Regions from separate parts of the Ovis aries genome. Here region 2 is linked to region 1. A link is a contact called in public Hi-C data. All regions are on one chromosome and are shown on one strand. The core of a region is the stretch at or near the end of the contact, and the rest is flanking DNA. Distances in the headings are between cores, read along the strand shown.

Region 1 (6,327 bases), core at 2,001-4,500:
TAGACACAGAGGGCGGCACAGCGCACTGGATCTGGAGTTCAAAAACCCCAGGCAGAGTTTTGCACGTGTGGCCCACGATCTGACGCACATAAGGTGTTCATACGTGTGGAAAGGAAGGCTCAGACAGGAATCTAACAAGTCTGGTCTGGACAACTGAGTCACTGGTGAATTCAGTCACGAAATTTGAATCAGAAAGGAAGCAGATGGGAAGCAGCCAAAGCCGTCCGGCCAGAATGCAGGCAGAAATATGAATCTGGGCTCTAGAGAAAATCTGGACAAGATGTGGAAATAGCAGCAGAGTAAACAGCCCCAGGGACCCCAGGGCTCTTGACGGGGACCAGAAAGTCTTTCAGGGGATAAGAAATAGACACAGGTTGAAAAGGTTAAACGAGAACAGCAGAGAAAGAAAATTCCTCTATCTGGGGCCCTTCTGATTATTTCCAGGAGAAAGGATCAGATTGGCACTCTATTACTTTCAACAGTGAGCGGGATTCTGGCTCCGAGCCTTCATACTAGCTGGAATTTTTAAATTGTTCTTATTTGTATGTATACAAGGATTTCCTTTTCAGTTCTTAAAAAATATACTAATCAATCAAAATATTAAGTAATAATTCTGTAGTGCAAAGACGAAGTTAAAATAACGATGTCTGGAGAAAACGTCTAATAAGGAGTTAGGAAGGAATGGTCAAACGTGGAAAATAATAGGGCAAGTTCTAAGGAAACTACAAAGGTTCCAGTGGATTTGGAAAGTTGAGCAGTGGTAATCTTAGGATAAGGAAACAGAGGCCTAAGGATAGGCTATGGCAGAGAGATCACTGGAATAATAAAGTAATCAAAGGATGGGGAAGGAAAATTTGGTCAAGAAAAACTATAGGAAAAAAAAAAAAAGAAAAACTACAGGATGAATAGCGAGTGGGGGCTAGGGAGATAACCTGCACAGAAAGCGGTGCGTGAGACAGCAGCAAGCACAGAGTGAAGAGGGCACAGCTCACCTCTCTCCGACTCTGGCAGGAGGAAGACCCCTGACGGACCTAAACTAGAGATGCAGAGGAGAGCAGCTCAGCTGGACCACAGAGAAAATGCTCTGCAAGGCAGGAAATGTGGGCATTACCTGAGTCAAAGGACACAGCTGGGATGGGAGGTGGGGGGAGAGCAAGAGTCTGAACCAAGCAACCTGTATTAGCGAAAAGGTGACAGGGAACAAACACTGGTGACGGGGGTGGAAGGCCTTCCAGAGGCGAGCTCCCCAACCAGGAACTGCCAACAAGCCCAACTGCCTTCTTCAGTAATTAGCAGTCCCAGGGGACCGCTTGGGGTAAAGATGCTGAGGAGATGTGGCGGAAGTCAATACAATGTGGTGAAAACAATCACCCTCCAATTAGAAATAAATGCATGTTTTCAAAAAGATGCTGAGAATTTGACGTAACTGACCTTGGGGTCCAAGCTGGGCAGATTAGGGGAAAAAAAAGCCAGGAGGCACTGAAGAGCGAGGAAGGAAAAGACAGCTGAAAAGGAGAAAAGAAGGAAGAAAGGGATCAAGAAGCCACTTGGAGAATACACCAAAGGGCAAGTCTCCTGGGAATAAGAGATGAAAACCAGGAAGTTTTGGTTAGAAGGAGGAATTTCAGAAATGAAATAAATCAGCTGACATTCAATAGATATTTACTGAGTCAATTACACCAGACAATGTACTCTGCCAACGAGTTTCTGTCTGCATAGAACTTAGAAGCTCTTGCAGATGACACGTATTTTAAGAATTATATATATATGTATTTACATACATGGGCTTCCCTGGGATATGCGCACTTAGTGGTTCAGTCATGTCCGACTCTTTGCCCCCACCATGGACTGTAGACCGCCAGCCCCCTCTGTCCACTGAATTTCCCAGGCAAGAATACTGGAGTAGGTTGCCATTTCCTTCTCCAACATTAGTAAGTATTTACACATAAATTACACACACAGAAATATAACTGGTAACTGCTATAGGAAAGTACAGACTTCTTTATAACAAAATAACAGAGGAGCCTGGTATTATAGAAGTAGGTGTGAGGTCAGGGAGGCCTCTTTGATAAACTGATATGTGAACCACCATCTGAAGGATGAAATAACAGGCCAAAAGTGAATATTTTGCAAAGAAATAGCATGTGTGATTTCTAAGGCTGGTAAGAGTTGGTGCTATTGAAAAACTGGAAGAAGGCTGGAGCATTCTGACAAATCTCTATTGTACATGAATTACAGAGTTAAAGAAAGTGATAATCACTCATTTACAGAACGTCTAACACTCTGCAAGACTTAACCATCTGGAAAAACAGTATCTTCACTGTCCTCCTTTAAGCGCTGGGGCGTCTGTGGGAGGCGCTGGATACTGGTTTGGAGGTTTAGTTGTATATGTGCAGAACTGGGAAGCCGAAGGGGTGTGCTTGGAGATGGAGCCATAGGCAAGGGCCAGATCACAGGGAGCCTAGGGAAACGTGAGCTTGGATTTTTCTCCAAGTGTAACGGAGTGACTCTTAACAGTTTCAAACAGGGTGACAATGCCATGACCCAATTTATGTTTGTAAAAGACCAGCTGGACTACAGTACGGATAATGGACTGGAGGAGACAGCGCACCATGGACACGCTGGGACCCGTGCGGGTGAAAAGTGGCAGGAGCTTGGAAGAGGGTGACAGCAGCGAGGATAAGATGCTACGTGGGCAACCTTTATGCCTCAGCATTTATATGCGGACTGCTCAATCCTCCTTCACATACTCCCACTTTACTGTATCAACTGCCTGACTTGTTTTCACCCCGACCGTCTCGTTCAAATAACAGCTCCAGTTTTAACCGAGATCAAACAGGGCCGGGCTGACCCTAATTGCGGGGGGCGGGGAAGGACACAGAGCCGGAAAGCCGGTGCTTAGTCGCCGGCCCTCCTTGCCCTCGGCGGAGCCAGAGGCGCGGCCGCCCGGCCCCACCGGTCCTGCCAGGTGAGCGCTCCCCAGCGGCACTTCCGGCCGCAGGTGGGCTGGCGCGACAGCCGCGCGCCCACACGAGGGCCCGCTCCCGGCCGCCCGCGCGGAAGCCGCCGCCCCGGCCCCGCCGCCAGGGGCCCAGGCGGGGCTGCGGCCGCCCGGAGAGTCGGCGCGGGCCCCGGACCTGTCCCGCCAGACATTCAGCCAGGCCGCCAGAACACTCACCCCTGGGCCGCGCGGCCACCCGTACGGAGACGTACACGCAGCAGCCGCAGTCAGCCGCCGCAGGACTTGGACTAGGACCGGGCGCGGCGCGTGCGTCCTCACGTCTCCTGCGCCGTAAGCGCCGCCCCCAGGACTGACCCGACAGCCGGGCGCGGGCGGGGCCTAGAGCGCATGCGCCGGCTGCGGGGCGATTTTGCGCGGGGGTGAGGCCACGTGGGTTGAGCTCGTGACGCAGCCGTGCTTTCTACCCGGGAGCCGAGTGCGGACGTGGTCCTGGCTGCTGATCTCTGGATTGTGGCTAGCGGTTCACGCGTGGTGAAAAATACATCTTTAGTAAAGGCGATTATCAGAATCGAAAGAAGGTATAATAAGAATGTTTCCAGAAAAGGCAGAGAGGGATACGCAGTGTGCCGAGCGACTATGCTGACAACCATGAACCCCAAAGAGAAAATAAGCTTGGGGAGAGGAGCCGTCTGGAGCTCCGCACGCTTCAGTAGCCGGCTGAAATGTCATCTGGCACGGCTGTTAGTACGTGAGGAATAGGGAGAGGGCTTATTTATCTTTGTTCCCCCTCTTACACACACACACATACGCTCCCCGAGTGGTGTGTGTACATAGTGGGCCTACGTCGGTGTCTTGATTGCGTTAGTCAGTCACTTAATATTTGTCCTCAGATCAAAAAGGAGGATTTTTGAGCCGGGTGACATTTCAGCTCGGAACTTTTGAAGAAACAAAACGGTCACAGGTTTTGTTCTGAACACAGGTTCAGAACAAAGGGAGAAAATTGAGCTTCACCTGAGGAAGGAGTAGCCCCCTTTGGGTGGCAGCTGTATCAACCAGCAGCTTCTTTGCCCAGAGATTCCTGCTCTGGGAGAGGGTGGATTTTCCAGGCGTCAGCGCCAGAGAGTCTTCTGGGAGTTAGTGACTGTGGGAAGGACCTTCCGGGTCTGAGTAGGAAAAGGGGGTAGGAAGTGTACTTGTAACACTCAGTAATGGCACCGTATCTGTCCTGTTGGCGTTGCCAATCTGCATATGCCTAGAGCCATCCCGCATCAAAATAACTTGTTTCTTTTCTCAAAAGGAATAAAGAATTCTAGTCATGCCTTGAATAAAATATTGAAAATAGTAATGCATTAGTAAGATATTAGTTGGAGTGCTTGAATGGGAGAGCAGTTTTCCCAGGTATATAGTGGTTACCACTTTGAGAATGAGGTCCCCTTTTTACTGTGCACTCTTTGGGTGAGCCCCTATAAATCATTCAGAATTTGGACAGGAAGCAAATGGTACACCAAGACTAGGTAGTTGAGGAGAGTTAGTAACAGTGTTTACAGAGGTGTGGGCAGGATTTAGGAAAATAACTCAGGATGGGATAGTAACGGTGGGGCTAGTGAGAGGCCAGGAGCCTCTGTTGCCATCTGTTTTGGGCTAGATTGCATCCCTCGGTTCATTTGAAATTCTAACCCCCAGGACATCCAAATACAGAACTGTATTTGGAGATAGGGTCTTTAAAAACCCTAAAAACTGTTAAGTTAAACTGAGGTCATGAGGGTGGCCCCTAATGTAACTGGTGTCCTTATAAGAAGAGGAGGTTAGGACAGAAAGATGGAACCAAGACCGTGTGCAGACACGGGGAGAAGATGACCATCTACAGGCCAACGACAGAGGACTCCGAAGAAACCAGCCCTGCCAACACCTTGATCTCATGCTTCCAGGCCCCAGAGCTGCACAGAAGTTAAGTTCTGTGACTTCAGTCACCTACTTTGTGGCACTTTGTATGGCAGCCCTAATGAACTAATAGATACATCATCCCTGGTCCTGAAGGGATCATGGGAGGACATGGGTTCAGAAGACAGTAGCTGAGTGGAGAAGACCACTGGGCCAGAGAAATGCAACAACCTGTGCTCACTCAGCAGGGGGGACCTGGGGGGATAAATACCCTGGCCCCACTCTCCTCCATTATTTCACCTGCTGGAGCCTCCCCTCTCAAAACCACTGAGCAGTAATTCCCTGGCAGTTCACTGGTAAGGACTCCTCACTTCTACTCTTGGGGCACAGGTTCAATCCTTGTGGGGAACTGATACCACGGGCTGAGTGGCACAACCACAAGCAAAACAGAAAACACTGAGAGCCAGAGGCGAGGGAGCCTGTAGACGCCCACCCATACGGATCAGTCTCTCAGAGCACAGGGCAGGGTAGAGAGAGATGAGAACATCAAACATACGCAACATATCCCATGCAATTATAATTATCCTTTTAATGGCCCTTTAATTTAGAAAATGCATGATGACTCTGAGTCAATTCAGTAAAGCTTTTTTACATGAATTTGTATTTAGTTAACTAATGGATTTTATACTTTCAGCCAAGCTTCCCCTGACCTCTCTAGACAGAGAGTAGTAATAAAGTCCTATTAGCAGCAGATTTTGTTGATTCCTGTGCCCTCCTGAACATACGGGACCCTTTTTTTGTCCAGGCCCTTAAAAGTGAAATTGGTGCACTGTAAAAGGGATATTCCCTCAGCCCTTCCGCCATGTGAGGACACCACGAGAAAGGTGGTGGTCCCAGAAGTGGGCTCTCACCAGACACAGAACCTGTTGGCATTTTGATCTTGAACTTCCCAGCTTCTAAAACTGTGAGAAATTTCTGATGTTTGTATGTTGTTGATGTCTATGATGTTTTGTTAGCAGCCTACATGGACATAGAATGTAATAGTCGGATTTTTAGTAACTTAGTCGTAATACTCATTTACAGACTGAGATCTCTAGATGTCAATCGAGACCTCTTCTTTCCTCCATATTCACTCAGTCCCTATTGGTCCGGCATTATTGTTTTGGATTTTAATGCATGTTACTTAACAAACACTGGTACAGCCCTGACTGGGGGCCAGGTTTTGTCCTGAGTGCTTTACAAATATTAACTCATTTAGATATGACAAGAGTCCCCCTCCTACCTTTACTTTCTATTTAGTTATCAGTGTAAGAAACTCTCCCCCTGCTCTTACGAAGCAGGAGAGCTAAGTCGACTCTCTCTGTTAAAAATTTCAGGGTAGTGACGATGCATCAGTTTGGTTCTCATTCCCCATAACCATGGTGGAAAACAATGCGTACTGGAAGTGCATTGAATACTGCGCAAATTTGATAAATCCGAAAACA
Region 2 (6,327 bases), core at 2,764-5,263, 390 kb after region 1:
ATGGCATTGTCTCAGGCCCCATCTCGTACTTGTTTATTTAGAATCCGCATTTTAGCAAGATCCCCATGGAGACACCTCAGGACAGAAAATCAGATTAACTCAGAGAAACTCAGATTAAGGTTCTGGGTCTGAGATCTCCCCTGATACACTTGACTTCACAAATACCCCTACAGGAAACTCCTCTAGGATTTTCACTGGTTGACAGTTTTAATCATATAAGGATAGCAAAAGGGTCACTCGTATGGTAGGTAGATTTATGTGAATTTTCATGCATGGTTATTACAGTACAAGATCTCTTTAACGTGAGTAAATTCAATACAAAACACGACTCAAAAACATGTGAAGGGATACCAGTAAAGACAGTAAGACTGAGCACACAGGAAAGGGAGTTCAAAGCAGCGCCATCCCAGGGGAAGCAGGAAGGGCTCAGTCAAGAACATAGCGATTACTGGCCTTGGGCAAAAAGGGGTTGACTTTTCCAGAGACTGGAAACAAGGAGCTGGGCAGTCTGTAGCCTGTTCCTGTTGCTTGCCAAGCATCCCTTCTTCCCACTGTTTGCAGCATTTTTCTCATCATAGGCTTGTGTGCATGCGTGTTCACTCGTGTCTGACTCCATGCAGCTCCATGGACTGAGTGTAGCCCGCCAGACTCCTCTTGTCAATGGGATTTTCCAGGCAAGCACACTGGAGGGGGTTGCCATTTCCTGCTCCAGGGGATCTTTTCAACCAGGACAGAAGCAGCATCTCCTGCACCGGCAGGCAGATTCTTTACCACTAGCGCCACCTGGGAATCCCCCTTCTTCCTGATTTTGGTAACAGTCCCAAATTTTCATCTGGGGACTATTTCTCTCCATTCTATACGATCTCGGTAGAAGAACCAATTTTGGAAGTGGGAATGTGATCCAAGGGAAGCTAATGAGATTCTGTTTATCTCAGGAATGTGAAATTCAGAGGCAAAAACCAAGAAGGAAGATGACTGGAACTGAGCTCCTCTGATGGTGGTGACTCAGAGGCGGCGGTCCCACGTTCTTCTGATTTATGTATGGTCTTCCCAAGACCAGTGTCTGCTCGGCTTTCCTTAAGTCCAGTGAGCTCTATAATGTCTTTTCCCCACCCCCGATTCTGTTTTGAGTTTGCCAGTCATATTCTGTTGTGTGCAAAGAAAAAAAACTATGGGATACAGAACGTGTAGACATAGAAACATCTGAAGTTGAAATGAGAAGCGGAAGTCTGCTTTCTCTGGAAGAGGCAAATAGAGCGGACAGTTTGAACCACACGGTAAAGTTACGGAAGAGATCTAATCAAGGTTAAGTACACGGATCAAGTAAAAGAACTGTTAACCAGTGCTGAGGGGCCCGCTAAGTTTGCAGAACATGAAATCGTAGTGATTTCCTTCAGGAACCTAGGTATCAGTAAGGAGAAAGGGCATAGTCAGACTGATTCAAAGCTAGGAGCCAGCAGGGACCATGTGTCAAAACTATGAAGTGAGCCTATTAATGGGCTGTCAACAGAAGTCAGAGGCTAATATCATGAGCTCTAGGCAGACGAAGCAAGGAAATAAAGCTGAGAGGGTGAAATGGCACGGTGGGGCATTGAGAGACTTGGCTTGGTTGAGAAAAGACCAGGGATTAACAGAGGGCCTTGGAAGCTTAAGCGGCAGCTCTATTACAGTCCGCAGTGAGAAGCCAGCAGTTTCAGCTGAGGTCCAGGGTGTGGGTGATTCAGGGGCTCTGAGAATTGGAATGCAGATTAAGGCACACTGAGGCCAAGCTTACCCATGCGCCCACTGCAGTTGTCCATGATGATGTTAGAGGAGGTGTAAGTTTGGTAATTGGCTCGGCCCAGTTTTACCAACCAAATTCTAAAGTGGTTTTATTTATTAAAAATATTTTAAATGAATGTGAAGGAATGGCCAGGAGGTTGGTAGACTGCAACTTAAAAATGAAGTTCCGTCAAGAAAGGAAGACTAGCTACAGAGCAACGTAGTGGCTAAGAGTGTGGGTTCCAGGCACCGTTTGTTTAGTGTTTTGTCTAAGTTACTTAACCTCTCTGTGCCTCTTATTTCCTCAACTATAATGCAAGCAGAGTACCTGCTTCACAGTCATTGTGAGAATCAAATGAAGTAATATGTATAAAGTAGTAAACTCCTAGTACTTCAAACGTTATCTATCACTATTATACATGAGACATTATAAAACATAACATGATACTCTATGATGAGTATTTGTGAAAAGTATGACAGTGTTAGCTGCTCAGTCATGTCCGACTCTTTGGGACATGGACTATAACCCACCAGGCTCCTCTGTCATGGGATTCTCCAGGCACAAATAGTGGAGTGGGTAACCATTCCCTTCTCCAGGGAATCTTCTTAATCCAGAGATGGAACCAGGCTCTCTCACATTACAGGCAGATTGCTTACTCCCTGAACCACCAGGGAAGCCTGGATATTTGTGCAAACATTAGAAAATAACTGAGGTGGTGGTGGTGGTTTAGCCACTAAGTTGTATCTGAGTCTTGGGATCCCCATGGACTGTAGCCCGCCAGACTCCCCTTCCATGGGATTTTCCAGGCTAGAATATTGGAGTGGGTTGCCATTTCTTTCCCCAGGGGATCTTCCCAATCAGGGATCGAACCCTGGTCTCCTGCATTGCAGGCAGATTCTTTAGAAACTGAGCTAGGAGGTAAGCCCCAAATAACTGAGGAGGGGCACTCAAAACTATCCTTGGGGTAATCAGGGAAGTCTTCACTCAAGAGAAAGAGGCAAACAGGAAACATAGGGCAAGAGTTTGATAAAGAAAGGGCATAGAAAACACGGGCAGAGCTATGTTTAATGCTTACAGTATGGCAGGCACCCTGGTACTTTACAAATACCACATTTAACACCACATTCCTGAAAGATAGGTAACTTACATGGATTAAATAACCTGCCCATGGACACATAGGAATGGGAAGAAATTGGAATCTTCATTTTAAAAAGTAAGTTGGTCTGGCAGAAGAAGGTCTCTGCAGATGGACCTTCGGGCAAGTGTGAGGCAGAACAGCTGAATCACTCAGCGCTCCCGGGAAGCCGGGAAAGTTGAGAATGGATTCACAGGCAGGGGTCAGATTACAAATAGATTTTGGACTTGAATCTGAGGGCATTGCCTACGGAGTAAAGGATTTAGGGAGTAAAGGATTTTAAGGAGGCCCTACCCAGTGAGTTGAACCCGAGCATGTCCTTAAAAGCATGATGATAACGAGACAGATCCATTTCCAGTAAATCTAGGTTTCTGTGTGCTGACCCAGTGACAATCAGCGGAGATGTAGCAAGGAAGAGGCGCAGCAGCCGCGAGCTCTTCTTCTGCACACATCTCCGGACGTTTAATGCTCCTTGGATGGGTCGTCCAAGATCCTTTTGGCTCCCCTCTGAACACATCTGGTTCCCTGCATACTTCCGGACTAAGTACGCGCCGGCCACTCGGGTCCTTCAGCTGAAGCTAAACTTGACTCCGGCACCCCTTAAGCGCCCCCTGGCTTCCGCAGTCTTCCTGTTTTTTTTTTTTTTTTTTTTCCTTTTCTAAAGTGAAACAGATTTTAAAAAAATTATATTATAGTTGATTTACAGTGTTGTAACTTCTCCTGTACACCAAAGTGATGGTTATATACAATCTTTTTCATATTCTTTTCCATTACGGTTTACCACAGGATATTGAATACCGTTTCCTAGGACTGTGTTGTTTATCCGTTAAATACGTAAGTTTGCATCTGCTAACCCCAAACTCCCAATCCCTTCCTCCGCTGACCCCCCACCGCTTTGACAACCGCAAGTTTGTCCTCTACATTCGCGAGTCTGTTTCACGTACAGTGTCTGCATATAAGTGATATCATATATTTGCCTTTCTCCTTTTCACTGTTCCTTCAGTACGACCATCGCTAGATCCATGCACGTGACTCACCCGCAGCCAGCTGGCCCAGCCTCCCTTCAGCGGCCCCACATCCGGTCACGTGAGGGGCAGGTCACGGGGCGCGCTGGTCACGTGAGGCCGGTCACGTGCCAGGGCCGCACTGCTAGGGGCTCGGCTTCCGGAGACGCTGGGGCTCAGCGGGTGCGGGCCTGCGGCTTCGGAGCCCACCAAGCTGCGCAGCCGGGATGGTGAGGGCGGCGCTCTGGGTTGGGGCTGGGCCGCGTCCGCCGCCTCCCCGGAGCTCAGCCCCTCTTCTCGCCCTTCCCGCTGCAGATGAGCCGGGCCACCCCCGACCAGGAGCGAGCGCCGGCGTCCGAGCCCGTGTGGGAGCGTCCCTGGTCGGTGGAGGAGATCCGCAGGAGCAGCCAGAGCTGGTCGCTGGCGGCCGACGCGGGCGTGAGAGGCGGGACCCGGGACGGGAGCGGAGGGCGGGCCGTCTGCGGGGGATGCGCGGCCTGCGAGCGGGAGGACGTCAGTCCCAGCCCCTCTCCACCCAGTTGATCCCGCTCTGTCTCTCGTGGACTAAATAACACCCCTTCTTGCTCTCGAAAGCTTCCTGGTGGCAGTCCTCAGGCCTTTGGGCGGATGCCGGCCGGCCGACTTCAGCTCTCCTGAGGGCTCCTGCTCGGGCTGCCGCCCATCGCAGGGCCCTCTCTTCCTTGTTCGGTTTTTTCAGCCAGGCGCCAGCTCCATCCTGAGCGGAGAGTTCGGCTTCCACCACGCCGCAGGCTTGCAGTGGCACCTCATAGGCGACTCCCTGTTGAGATCTGGGCTGAGTGGGTTGGGAGACAAACCAGTATATGAATATCGTTGAGTAAGACACCTTAGGCCTGGGACCCAGTAAGCTCAGAGTCGTGGTTCCAGAGTCCCGTTTGAGTAGGATTTTTGGATGAGCAGTGCTTTGTCATTTTGCCTTTCGTCTGTGATCCCTGTAGAAAGACAGTCAAACAACACTTTAAAGTTTCTCCAGAAACGAGATAGAAAGTGTCCACTATTTGATGAGCTTTCCTAGTGTTTTTCTATGCTGCTTGGCCTTGGTACTGTCAAAAGCAGCATCCCTTTTCCGTTCCAACACACACACACACACACACGAAATAAAATGGTTGCTTTTCTGTTTTGATACGCAGAATAGATGAATAGTATAGACGCATATTGATACTGCTGTATATGTTTGTTTTTTAAATAGCTACTACAGTTTCTGCAGGAATTTTCACAGCAGACTATCTCTAGGACTCATGAAATCAAGAAACAAGTGGATGGACTAATCCGGGAGACTAAAGCCACCGATTGCCGCCTGCACAATGTCTTCAATGACTTCCTTATGCTCTCTAATACCCAGTTCATTGAAAACGTGAGTTACTTAGTTGCATCCAAGTTTTAAAGAAGTAACACGGTTAGAGGGAGCAGTAGTCAAACTGTGATATTAACTGGCCTGTTGTTAGGTTCTCTTAAATTCTGGGGTAAGTAGTACTTCTTGGTAATTGATGTTCCCTCCCTTTTTATTAGTCAAGTTTACCTGTTTTTTCAAGCCTTTGAGAAAACCTAATGATAAAAACTTCCTCATATTCCAATGTTTTCATCCATCATTAATTCTGGAGTTGTCAGCAGTTTTGGTGAATTGCATGGCCCTCCAACAAGCCTTGTTATCCTCTGTAAGGAAAGCCATGCACCTGGCCTGACCCTCTGGGCACCAGCATGTTACTAATTGTGTGCATTGTGTCCTGCTAAGTTATATTAAAAGCATGTGTGTGTCCACTTGGACTATTCTGAACTAATGCCTTGTTATGCTGGCTGAACCTGTGTCACAAAATCAACTCCAAACAGATGGTTGCACTTCAACCCAAGTGCAGTTTCGTCGGTCTATCAAGTCTCAAAGGTTTCTAGGAACACATAGGTAAACTAGAGCCCCTCCTTAGAGAGCACCACAGTTTTCTGTAATAGTGTTATTCCAGAATAAAAAGGGGTAACATGTGGCTGGAGCTCCATGACTGTAGGGGAGATTATTCTAGAGATGGAGAGAAAGCTTAGTCAGGCTGACGTGTGCTTCTCATAGGGTGGCTAACTTTCTAAGTGTCAGTGTTAGTTATACTGTGAAAAGAGAATTGTTAAATTAGGCTGTCTCCTGAGACTGTTAGATACAACGTAATAAAAATGACTTTGAAAATTGCAAGGTTGCACAAAGCTTTAGGACTGTTAAGAGGAGACTAGATATTGTCATGCAGATATCTTACACAGCATGTTTGTGCATTTTTAGTAATTGAGGTGGAAATGCCACTACTGGGCTTTTGGGGGAACCTGTGTGTAAAATAAAGATCTTGATAAAGGTTTTAAGTATCTCTTTGCCTGTAATCTAAGATACAGCGGATATTCTGGTTAAATCTGTA

Evidence for each region. A called contact is a pair of places that touch in the nucleus more often than the background predicts.
Region 2: a contact with region 1 is called in a Hi-C map of hypothalamus, with 3 times the contacts expected there. The contact joins the promoter of LOC101119611 here to the promoter of ERCC6 in region 1. A contact is called at or near these places in 2 of 16 Hi-C or Micro-C datasets (hypothalamus and tail adipose tissue).

Annotation. Positions count from the first base shown.
Region 1 is chr25:42,682,008-42,688,334 of ARS-UI_Ramb_v3.0, forward strand. It overlaps ERCC6 (ERCC excision repair 6, chromatin remodeling factor), which reads right to left and starts at 3,251. Exons shown (of 21, transcript XM_004021559.5): 1 at 3,179-3,251. It overlaps LOC114110835 (a long non-coding RNA gene), which reads left to right and starts at 3,405. Exons shown (of 2, transcript XR_009598525.1): 1 at 3,405-6,327.
Region 2 is chr25:43,075,403-43,081,729 of ARS-UI_Ramb_v3.0, forward strand. It overlaps LOC101119611 (WASH complex subunit 2), which reads left to right and starts at 4,014. Exons shown (of 30, transcript XM_027962407.3): 1 at 4,014-4,131; 2 at 4,217-4,339; 3 at 5,130-5,294. The coding sequence starts at 4,129. LOC105605067 (a long non-coding RNA gene) reads right to left here and starts at 3,983. Exons shown (of 2, transcript XR_003587026.3): 1 at 3,935-3,983; 2 at 234-3,555.